Linked DNA regions of Gossypium hirsutum: region 1 is linked to region 2. A link is a contact called in public Hi-C data. All regions are on one chromosome and are shown on one strand. The core of a region is the stretch at or near the end of the contact, and the rest is flanking DNA. Distances in the headings are between cores, read along the strand shown.

Region 1 (6,773 bases), core at 495-2,994, 49 kb before region 2:
GACTATTTTATATCAAAACAATATATGTGTGTGTATGTATATATTTATTAATTGTTTGTTTGTTTATTATTTTTTAACATTGTTCGTGAACATGTTCGATTAAGTTAAATGAACATGTTCGTAAACATTAAACAAAGAAACATGAACACACATAATTTTAAATAAACAAACATGAACAAAAATTTAAAATTATTAACAAACACAAACTAAACACGAGCAAGCTTAAAAATAAACAAACGAACATAAACAAAAATTTATTCATTCAAACTCGATTCCTTTACGGCCCTACCTAAAAGTAGAAGTGACTTCCTGCATTATTTTGTCTAGCTTTTTAAGAGTTTTTCTTGTTTCATTTTATGAAACTCCTAAAAACTCCCGGTTAAATTTTTATTTATGAGTGAAATTAAAAGTTTATCTTTCTTTTTTTTCCACTCATGGTAACTTTTTTTTAATACTTTTTGGTAGATTAAAATTTTCTTTTTCATCATTATAGTTTCTTTTGGTTCCATTAAAACATATTAAGAATTCATATAAAAGGACCGGACATCACCACAAAAGATCAAGAGCTAATTGCATAGGTAAATACACTTTCTAAGTCATTTTAACAATTCAATTAGTCAACATTATAGGGGAAAAATGGTTAAGATTCATTCTTGATTCCCTAATGACTAGGGTTTGTTGATGTAATTCTTTTTCTCTTAATTTGTAGCTTGACTTTATATATATATATATAAAACCCAAATTAACAGCCTAATTAGCCTTCACTATCAATTAACTGAAAAATGCCATTTTATATTCGACGTTGACAACATACTTGAAACAATTTAGCTTATACCATGTCGTTTTGATCCCAGTATCCTGATCCACCTTAGTATTGGTCCTGGGAGGTTTCTTGGACTTCTTACTCCTAGAGACTATAGCCTTCAGAAGGTAAAGTCATAGGTTTTTGTCAGGTTCCATAGACAGCGTCAATTTTTATAACAATATAGTTATACAAGATGTTGGACAATCTAAAGAGGAGAGTTCAGACTATAAATAGTGTAGAAATTAAAGCCACTAAAATGTGTGGTCATATGGTATGTAATGTGGAGAGTCACTAAAAATAGTGATTTAAAAGAAATTAAAATGGTACTTTTGCAAAGTATTGAGTGTGGCTTTTAATATTCATGCCTTGATATTGAAAAGGGATATTTATATAGTGAAATAGGTTTGGCATGCATCTTAACTATTAAGTTTTTTATTCCGTAAGTGCAGGTGATCATAAAGTTAGTCAAAAATATTGTTGAGTCAACTGGAAGGGATTAGATAAAACTTTGGTGTTAGAAATTTGACCTGTTATGACGAAATGTATGTATTCCCGTAAGCGTAAGTGTAGCGAGATATAGTAGGAGAAGGGCATAAGACATACAAAACTATATTCAACAAATAACATTCATATTCTAAACAGAAAGCATGAAAAGTGGGGATTATGCGGCCTCCTAATATATTCTACTGTATAAAATTATAATTTCCAAGATGGGTAGAGACAGCAGAACCCACACTACCACGCGTGTGCTTCCTTGTGTTTTCCCATTTTTTTATGGTTTCTTTTACTTAGGGTTGCAACCCCACCCACTTATTCTGCATCAACTCCAACATAAATTTTTTTAAAATTATATAACTTCATTTTTCGTATATTTAAAATCATTACATCACTTGGGCATAAGAATAATTGTAAGAAAAGGCATGATTGCTGAAATGATATATATGAAAATAGTACATATATTTGAAATTGATGGGTTGCTCATTGTGTGTGAAATATATAGGATGGGGGTGAGAATGAAATAAATAAATAAATGCAGCTCTTTGGTTGTTCCCAAGTTGTAAGTGGAAAAATTATGATAATCGAAATGATTTTGTGGCTTGAAAATCTTTGCCATCAATATCATATATCTATGCTTTTTTGTCCCTTTATTATTAAGCTCCCAAAGCACGCGCATTAGCCATTTTAGCCACCACTAGCTACTCTTTTCTCTTCCTCCCACCCACGTATGAATATTGGATCAAACTTCAGTTTCACCAAAACCTATTTTTCTTAAATTTTAAAATAAAATATATTACGCCTTTAAATGACTGTGAAATAGATTATTTCAGTCCACTCATTTTTTTGCTAGGAATAGTTGATTCTCTTAATGAAGTCAAGTAAGTAATACACTCATCTTGATATTTTGTAGCTTCCATTCTAAATTTGGCAATTAATATATATCAAAGATGTTGCAAGTTGATCACATCTTGGCCTGTAAGATAGCAATTGGGAGAGATATTTATATATTGCATGTATAGTTCGATCCTTTTTTTTTTTTTTCTTTTGTCATAAATCAAATGATGGTGTAACAGCAAAAGTCATTATCCTGAATATTTAATAAAAGAATGCAAATAGTACAGAATCCAAAAACATGATCTTCGTCAAATTAATTCCAACGTCTACTTTTATATAACAAAGTTATTATTCATCAAATTTTGCGATAATAATACTTATTATTTTTTTGTTTATTATATTCTGGGTAAAGTTTTTAGATTTTATAAGTAAGTTAATAGTTGATAAGTGTCTTGTAGGAGTATAAATATTTGGTACATTTTTAATTCTTTAATATTGTTTATGGAATAAAAAAAAGTACACTATCAATATACTAAATATTAATTCAGTAAAATATTAAAAAAGGACACACATGACAATTTTTAGGACTACTTGCGGGATAAAAAAATACATTCTCAGTATATCAAATACTAACTCAATAAAATATTAAAAATAAATATTAAAAAAAAAACACTTGACAATTTTTAGGACTGCTTGTGAAATAAAAAAATATAATATCAGTGTACCAAATATTAACCATTTTTTTTATTCATAGGAAGGAATCCAAAAACATTTTAAGGGGGAGTTTTGATTTTTAGAATATAAAATTATCTATGTTAATAGAATTATCTAAATATTAAATTATGATAAACGATTTATTTATACCGGTGTAAAAGTCAAGTAATTTTACACATTTTCATAACTTTTTCTTTGATTAATATTTTAACAATTCAATCGTCATATTTTATGTTCCATTTATATAAATTATGCATGTTATATTTTGAGTAAATTAAAAATGCCTAACTCTATGTTTTATGTAAAAAAAAATTGAATTGTTAAACATATATATATTAATAAAAATAATATTTTAGATCAATATGATAGATATATTCGATCAATTTGAAAATTTATATACACAAAAAATACAAGTATATTAATAAAATCAACTATTAGATTGCTAAAATATTAGTTGTAAAAAAGGTTATGGAAATGTGTAAAGTTTTACACCGATGTGAGTGAATTTCTCCCTTTAAATTATTTAGCACATTATCAAGTATATTTGATTTATTTGATTAGATATAAACTTTTGTTATTTGTTTAATTGAATATAAAATTATCTAAAAACACATTTTATTAAATTATCCTAGTATAATTTATTTTTTATTTTTTATTTTGTATTTCGTACACAACAATTTAAGCTTGTAATAATTTATTTTAATAATAATTTGATGCATTTCTCTAGTAAAGTAATTTCTTAGGGAAGAATAAAAATTTGTTAAGATTTTCCTTTTATCACTGTAACAGAAAAAATGAAATGAAAAAAACTATTTTTTTTTTGTTAAAACATGTTATTTGTTGTAACTTAAGGAAAAAATTTTAAAAAATTACAAAAAAAAGAAACGTAAAATTATCATAAATACAACATTTCTGGTAGAATGAAATAAAGTTAGAGTATGTTTATTTCACTGAAAATGACTTTCGAAAAATGATTTTTGGAAAATGATTTACTTTCCTAAAAAAGTTAATATTTTTTGTTGTTTAGATAAATTTTTGTAAAATATTTCTGTTTTTTGATAGATTTCTTAAAAATATTTCATAAAAGCTGTTTTTAATGTAACAAACATACATTTGAGATTTTCTTATCTTTTCATTGTTTAATTCAGTTTATTTTATATCTATAAATTTATATTTTACATTGTTTTTGCATATACTAATAATATTTTCTTAAATTTAGGTTTATTACAACGTCATTTTTTAATTACATGACTACTAAGTGAGTATTTTTATTTAAAAATGAGACATCAACAAAATTGGAAAAAAAATTTAACAATGTCAAGAACTGGACTTGATTTTCAAATCTAAAAAGTAGAGGGACTAAATTCTTGAAAATAAAAGTAAAAAAATTAAATTACAAATTTAGAAAAATTAAATTACAAATTTGTGAATAATACATAGATTTATGACATATTTTAACCTTTATACTACAAAACATTTATTATTAATATATTTATAATTGTAATAAATATTTATTATTAAAACATTAATATTGAATATTTTCAATAATATGTGAAGATTTATTTAAAATTATTATTTTTAAAATTTATTAAAACAAAAATTATATTAATTATATTAATAATTTATTATATGACTAAATATAAATAATTAAATATGTATATTTAATAATATTGAAAAAATATAATATTTTATATTAATATTTTACTAATTTTAAATATTTTAAAAAATAAAAATTATTATCAATATAATAATATTAAGCTTGATTTAAATTAATTTTTATATAAAAATAAAATCACCTATAGAAAAGCTCTTTTTCGGAAAATGACTTACGCTTTTCAAAAGGGTAGGTCATTTTACAGGAAAAAGGGTTTATTTTAACGTTGACATGTAAATCATTTTTCGTTGACCAAGCTGTTTCCTGTGAAACAAACACAAGAAAATGAATAAAACATTTTTCATAACACCTTTTACATGTAAACAAATGGACCCTTAGTCTGATTCCCACTTACCAAAAAAGGCATCAAAGGTTTTAACTGATTCACAATTGTTTTCTTACCAATTTATAAAGAATTGTACATAAGCTTATAGGCTTGAATTGTGAATATCTTTCAAGATGAGCAACTTTCGGAATAAGCACAATCAAAGTTTTATTAAGCATCTCATCAAGCAGGTTGCCATTAAAAACATCCTTTACCATCGAAATCACTGATTCACCAACAATCTCCCAATGAGTCAAAATTTTTTTGTGTGATATCCATCGATGCAAGGTGCCTTTGACTGATGCATCGCAAATAATGCTGTTTGAATTTCCTCTCTCGAAATCTCTCACTGTAATATTTCATATTCAAAAGTACGAATTGTGAGAAAGATATTACCCATTGGAAACCTACCAACAATCGAATACTCAATTGAATATAAAGCATGGAAGAACCTAATAGCTTCTGTAATGACTTGATTTTAGCTGGTGTCAAAAAATATGATTTTAGAACCCAATTCCATAATCCGAGTCTGTGAGATTATAATAGGAGGATTTACAGATTTATTATGAAAATATATAAAGAATAGGTAAGAACTTAAACCAAGAAATTCGTTAATTAAAGTTTAGGGACTAAATTGTAAAACTTCAATCACTATTGAGTTTTAATCTAGAAAATGCTTGAGGACCTAGTTAGTAACTATCCAAATGACCTAAATGATTAATATCATTTAGTTTTCATAATTGAAATTAATAAACAAATGTATGCCTTAATTAAGTGGATTAATCATGATTAGTTAAGTTAATTAAATCCTTAATCTTAGTATAAATATTAAATAATGGGGAGAAAGAGATGAGTCTTCAGCTTCCCCAAGTATTTTCTATCCAGATATGAAGAAAAAGAAAGAATTTTCTCTTTTTCTCTATTTACAAATTATGTTTTCATGATCATGTAAGCTTGATTAAGCTTACCCATGTATTAGATTTTTCAATTACTAAATATTTATCAAGTTACTATTAAAAGGTATTGATGAAATTGAGCTTGATCTTGATGAGAAATTGAACTATGATTTTTGAGCATGTTAGCATTGAGTTGAAAAGTAAAGAAATGTGTTGGAATTAAGTAGAAATCTAACTAGGCTTGATAATTAGTTTTGTGACATTAGGGAGTAAATTTAAATTGAAAATTGTTATGATAATATGTTATAGATTAAAAGTGAAATCAAATTTTGATCTAATGTTAAATATCGAAAAAAATGAGTATTTCGAATATAGGGACTAAAATGGATAAAATGTAAAATATGTTTGATTATATGTATTTTATGTGATTGAGTGGAAACTAATACTATTTTTGAAATTGAATTATTGAATGTAGCTAAAGACAACATCAGGTCGTCCCGAGAGAAAGGAAAGGTGAGAGTCATAAACAAGTAACTATTACGGTTTGTACTTTTATGATTTGAATTATATATATGTCTTATCATAAACTAGCTTATTTGAGTTAAGCATCCTACGTGTCTCATGATTCGATTTGTATAAGATAATATGAAATGTTGTGAATTGAACTGAGATGAGATTAGCATGGTACAAATGAGTATTATATGAAACTATGATATGTGATAATGAATATATAAGTTTTTGGATCATTGATTTCCTTATTAACTGTCTCGAGTAGAGTCGGGTAAAATTGGCATGCTATAGGATTAGTGTACAGGGTTATATTTTGGTTTATACCAATAAGGCATAGAGCGCAAATTATACTTTCGACATTCCGATAAAGTGTGGAGCACACATTACTTTGGTTTATCTCGATAAGGCACGAAGTGCAAATTATACTTCGAACATTTCAATGAGGCACTGGGTGCCAGATATAGTAGAGTGTTGGTTGGATGATTCTGTATCCATCTTAAATTCGTGATCGGTTAATAGGGACCATAAAACATATAC
Region 2 (5,860 bases), core at 3,143-5,642:
TCCCTAATTCTTATTTTTGTCAAAAATTCACTTTATAAAACTTGTATATCTATTAACAACCATCAATAATCTAACAAGAAACTTCAAAATACCTAAGTATTCAACAATGGCATATCTCAAAATCTATTACAGTTTCAAAAACGAAGGTACATGCTAGCTAGATTAAGCTGCAACGAGCTCAAAAATATAAAAATATTAAAAACTGAGTCAAAGTCGTACCTTAATCAAGAATTCAAGCTTGACTAAATGGAAAACCTAACTATGGATTTTCTCCTTGCAAGAATCAGTTAAGGAAGATGAATATGGAGCCTTTATTTGTTTTATTTTATTTATCTTATAATAATAACCATTTTACATATTTACCCTTATAATAATAACTTATAAATCACTAAAATTATGGACATAATTTTCCACTAACCTTAATCTTGGCATAATAACATTATAAGGACTTCCATATTAATAAACCATAGCTATTTAATACATTTAAACAATAAAACTCAACTTTTACGCGTTACGCGATTTAGTCCTTTTTACCGAATTAACCATTTAAACAATAAAATTTCTTTACGAAACTTTCACGTAATTAATCTATCATGCTGTAAACCTTAGTAAAATAATAAAATAAATATTTTGACTTCAGATTTGTGGTCCCGAAACCACTGTTTCAATTTGACCTAAAAACGGTTTGTTACAAGCTCTCCTAATATGTTCATATTTTATTTAATAGTAACAATTACATCTTCCTTCATAAAAAGTAAATCACTATTAAATAGTGATCAAGTCATCCATCACAGAAAAAAATGACCCGTGGCCACGTTTACTTTTCATCAACCACGTAATGCCTATGAAAGAATATCATTTACCCATTTCTCGAGCTATCAATTCCACTGTTGTAAATGACGCTACATACTACAGAAGTCGCATACCGAACACATCAGCTTTCAGTTCCTTATCTATTTGAACTCAAGCTTTTACTTACAATAAAGTGTATGAGTCATGCAAACATAGTTCGCATCCACTCAGGATTTAGGTATGTCATACTATAAATGTCACAAGTTAATAAATCCATAAAAGAATTTAGGATCTACCATGCTTGGGTCCGATCCAATGTACTACCAGTCCAATCAGACACATCTATGTCTTTATCTTCTAAGAGTTATCTACTCTGATGCCCAAGCCAAGGCATCCCCTCAATTGGACTTGATAGATGACATATTAGACTTTTAATCGGTTTTCTCTTTTTTTTTTAATAGACTAAGAACATGTTTAGATTCATATACTAATACAAATTGTCTTTTTGTACTACGATCTGCCCACGTAAAACTGATTAGTATCAGTTTAAATAATAGACAATCAATGAGCAACATTTGCTTCTATTTCACTTTGCGTGCAAAAATCATTTGAGAAAAATAATACAAATTATATTAATTGTAATAAATGAATTTGTTTTATTAACCAATATGTTCAAAAAATTACAAGTTTTACAAACACATATACTACACTTAGGGCACCAGATCCAATAACGATACCATTACTTTATGACTTGGTCTCGGTACTGATAAGGGGATCATGATTCTAGAGCCCTGATATCATGATACCCTTGCATTATTGAAGTTTTCGCACAATTTTGAACTTCTGCCAAGTACCTACAGCACTTAAATGAAGGTTAAGGCACCAAATGGCACGATTTGCCAATTTGGGTCTCAAAAGTAAGTAAAATGAGGCAATTTTACTTATTAAATCAAAAACCTTAAAACTACCAAAAACTACGTAAAAGACGCTACTTTGTTAGAAAACAAGCTCCTCAAGTTTACCAAGAAAGCCTGATTTGTCATATCAAATTACGACAGATCACTTTCCTTTGAAAAAAAATAAACTATTTATGGTTCTATGTTAGATTCGAATTCGTTCGAGCTCACACTCGATGCAGTTCATGGTACGAGAATAGAGAAGAAGATCGTTCGGTTGAAAGTTATGAATGATAAGGATCCGTGTAACCGAAAACGTAGATGCAATTTTGGTAAAAGGTTTATTGCTATAAATATCACAAATCGGCTCGATTTTCAAATTTTTAATTTTCACTGTGCAAGAAAATCATTTTCGAACAGGATTTTTTCCATCACCCCCACCATCTTGTGTTTCATCCTCACACTGTCGCACCTTTTTAGTGTCATTGCCTTCATTCGCTATCATTTAAGAATTGTAACATTTGGATTCCTAATAACTCAAAATTTTGAAATAAATAGAGGACTAAATTGGAAGAGACTACAAGTCGGTGGCCTTTATTAAAATAAATGAAAACTTGGAAACTAAATTAGACATGGTTTAGAACCAAACCTGGTTCAATTAGGATGGAACATATCGATTCCTTAGTGGGAGACATAATATTTAGCTATTGACGGTTCCCCTAAGGTTGGTAATAGCGCGAGAAGGGCTATAAATAGATAGAATATGGTTTCTAAGGGATGATTTTCTTCTCGACTTAGTCTCACTGTCTCTTTTTCATCAACTTCTTGGGTAGCTTGAGGAAGGAGGCTATGGAAGGTTCTGCTTGGAGCAGACTTCATGAGAATGGAGATGGAAAAGTAAGAAAACCAGCGAGCAGGTAAAGTTCTTAATGCTTCTATATACATAATGATAAGGACATAAATTTATGGACTATAGAACCATTTTAAAGGTTCTGCCATGAGAACGGAAGCTCTGGAGATCGAAAAGGCTAAGCTGTGGAAAGAATGAAGTTTTAGGTAAGTTCTTAACTCCAAACATGTTTTTATGATCCACGCTGTTTAAGTATGCCATGTTTGGATCAACATGAAGCATGATGATATGTACATGCATTGTATGACTGTGGGGAAAACCATCATGGTTTAGATTAAGCTTAGAAGTGAGTTTTCTACAAGATTTTAACAAGAAAATAAATTAGGTAGTGAAGATTTTTTATTGGATTTGAGAGAAGATGAGAAAAATTAAAAGGAAAAGCTTTTCTTATTACTCTAAGGAAGGTGGACGACACAAAGAAGAAAGATGATGCCTTTCTTCATTTTTCTTTCTTTTATTCAAATAAATTTTAGTCAAAGTCACATAAATTTTAATCAAAGCCAAAACCAAAATTTAAATGAATGCCTCGTAATTTCCATGAATTAAAAACTTCAAATATATGGCCATTCATTTTCCCATCTTTTCATAAATAAAATAAATTCTACAATTCTCATTATAAAACTCTTGAAAAGTCCCAAAATTATTTATTGGAAAATTTGCACTTTTAGCTCCTTTCCAATATCACTTCACTTAATTATACCAAATATTACACTTAGCACATTAAATCTTCACATAACATCAATGTTAAAACTGCATTTTAATCCTTTCTAAGGATGCCAAAGATAGAAAATTAGTACTTTGTTCCGTGCACTTTTCATTTTATTCAATTTAGTTTAACCTCGCTTTTCTTGATACAAGTACATTTTCCATGACATCTTAATATCAATATTATCTCCAGGATTCAAACCTATATTCTCTTTTTAGGAGTACAATGTGATTTATCACTACACCCAATATTCATTAATGAAAAAAACTCCTTACATTGTTTCCATGTCTTAGTTGGCATTAGCTTGAGGTTCAAACCTCAACAATCACCTTCGCTATCTTTAGGGAAAAAAAACATATTTTGAAAGGAAATTTAGTTGAAAGATAGATCTTAAAAGCAAATTTAAATTTAAAAATAAAAAATCTAAGGATTTGTTTAGTTTTAGGGAACAAATGCTATTTTTGTTTTTGTTTTCTTAAAAGATACAAATAAATACTAAAGAAAACGTGTTTAGTTAAGAATTTTAAAAATAATATTTGAATCTTAGAAAGTAATAAAAATTTGTTTTCATTGTTTTCAATAAAATATTTTTTGAACTAAAAAATATTAAAGGTGAGGAATTTTTTTACTTTGAGTTTATGAATTAGCCTTTGTTGAAACTTACATAAATGCAAAAATATTTTTTTAAACAATCCATATGAATGTAATAATTCATGTTTCTATTATTAAAAAAAAACTACTGAAGATTATTCATATTTTTATTACTAAAATTTTATTTCTATTTAGTAAACATATTTTTCTTATTTTAAAAATAAAATAAGAAATAAAGTTTCCAAAAAAAAGAAAAAAGAAAAGATGTTCCATTATAAAGAGAAAAAAGAAAGGAAGGGTCAAAGTTGAAACATAGTAATTATGGTTGGTATTTTCGAAAATGTAAAAACTGAACGAGTAAGTGAGTTTAAAAGAGACTAGAGATAATTAATACTAATAATGCAATTCCAATGAGAAGGTGGAAAATAAGTGGGTGGGGCCCTCCCCACCAAAAAAGGGAAATTCAGCAAAACGACGCCAATGTGGCCACTAAAGGCTAGGAGTGCGTGCCACGTGTCGACTTCCTAACTCCCTTCACTATACTACATTACACATTACAAATTACTACCACTATTCACACATTACACAATCATTCACTATCTCATCTCCCCTTTATTTTTTTTATTAACCAATTTGTTTTTTTTTATTTCATATGAAAAAATTATTTACGGAAATGTGCATGTAATTATTTAAAAATATAACATATTATTTTAAATTCTAAAATACATCATACTTCCATGTATTAATATTTCATGACATAAATTATATGTTTTAAGTATAAAAATTTAGAGTTAAAATTTTTTTAACTATAAAAAATAATTTATTTGGAGTCATAAAAATTTAAACCCATATTTAAATTTTCTCTTTGTCTAATCTAACTTTGTGTTTTTGTATTTTCTCTGATTGTTTTATTAATAGTTGAAACATAATATATAAATATTTCTTACATCTAAATTACGAATTAAATTATTCAATATAAATTTATATTTCAAGAATTAGAAGTCAAATACAATGACAAATAATTAAAGAAAGGAACTACAAAATTAGGAATTAATATCATAGAGTTTTTGATGTTTGTATAAAAGTGGTAATCTCATTTTCTCAAACAAAATTACTATTGCATTATATATAAAATAAATAATTTATTTATGAAGAAAAAATATTTGAGTAAAACTAATAATTAAAGCTTTTATAAAATTTAATTATAATTTTATTTTTATTATTAAATTCAGGTTTGGGTTTTTCAAGTTCGAATTTTTGTACTTTTTTTATCAAATTGGGTTTAAAACAAGTTCAAACTCGAGTTTTTCGAGCCAGTTTCTTTGGCTTGAGCCTATTTTTTGCCACCTTTAGAGACATCTCTTTTAATTAAATTATATTTTTTAATTTATTTATCTTAAAATATTATTTTTAGTAGGTGGTGTCACCGTGACAGGAGAGACCGCCTTTTGCTGTTCATTTCAACCCATTCTCGTAAATAATTTTTTTTCCACCCAAATTCATAAATATTTTTTTGTATTATTTTTAAAAAAAATCTTAGTCTTTGTATTTTTGTTTCTAAGAGATCAGCTTCTCTACTTTTCAGATTTTAAAATTTAAGTTTAATTGTTAACACAGTTAGTTGTCTTTTTATTAAATTTTTTGGTGTGACATTTTCAAGTAAAAAAATACTCTCTTAGTAGCAATGTAATTAAAATTGACACCTAAATTTAATAAAGTAATATTAACAATGCTAACAATTGGACATAAATTTTAAAATTTTAAAAAATAAAGAATCTAAAATACTAAAAATAAAAATATAAAAATTAAATTCTAAATTTACAAAAAAATATAAAAACTCATAACATATTTTAACCTCTAATTACATACTACCAAATTCATATTTTTCTATAAAAGTTTTGGTAATTATGGTGTTGATTGCATTCTGAGTTTGTTTTTCAATTAATGATCACCGTAATCAAGCAC

What was found. Hi-C and Micro-C count contacts between places; a contact is called where the count stands out from the background.
Region 1: a contact with region 2 is called in a Hi-C map of hypocotyl, with 2.5 times the contacts expected there. The contact joins two enhancer-like sites. A contact is called at or near these places in 10 of 34 Hi-C or Micro-C datasets (callus, cotyledon, fibers and 4 more).

The regions. Positions count from the first base shown.
Region 1 is chrA08:110,394,447-110,401,219 of Gossypium_hirsutum_v2.1, reverse strand. No RefSeq gene overlaps it. Among protein-coding and RNA genes, the nearest start is that of LOC107929448, 42 kb to the left of the region's middle. Within about 2 kb of position 1,744, at least 2 of the 9 cell types and tissues checked have an H3K27ac peak or open chromatin away from gene starts, as enhancers often do. A contact at or near this core is called in hypocotyl, where this site is marked.
Region 2 is chrA08:110,349,178-110,355,037 of Gossypium_hirsutum_v2.1, reverse strand. No RefSeq gene overlaps it. Among protein-coding and RNA genes, the nearest start is that of LOC107929456, 6.5 kb to the right of the region's middle. Within about 2 kb of position 4,392, at least 3 of the 9 cell types and tissues checked have an H3K27ac peak or open chromatin away from gene starts, as enhancers often do. A contact at or near this core is called in hypocotyl, where this site is marked.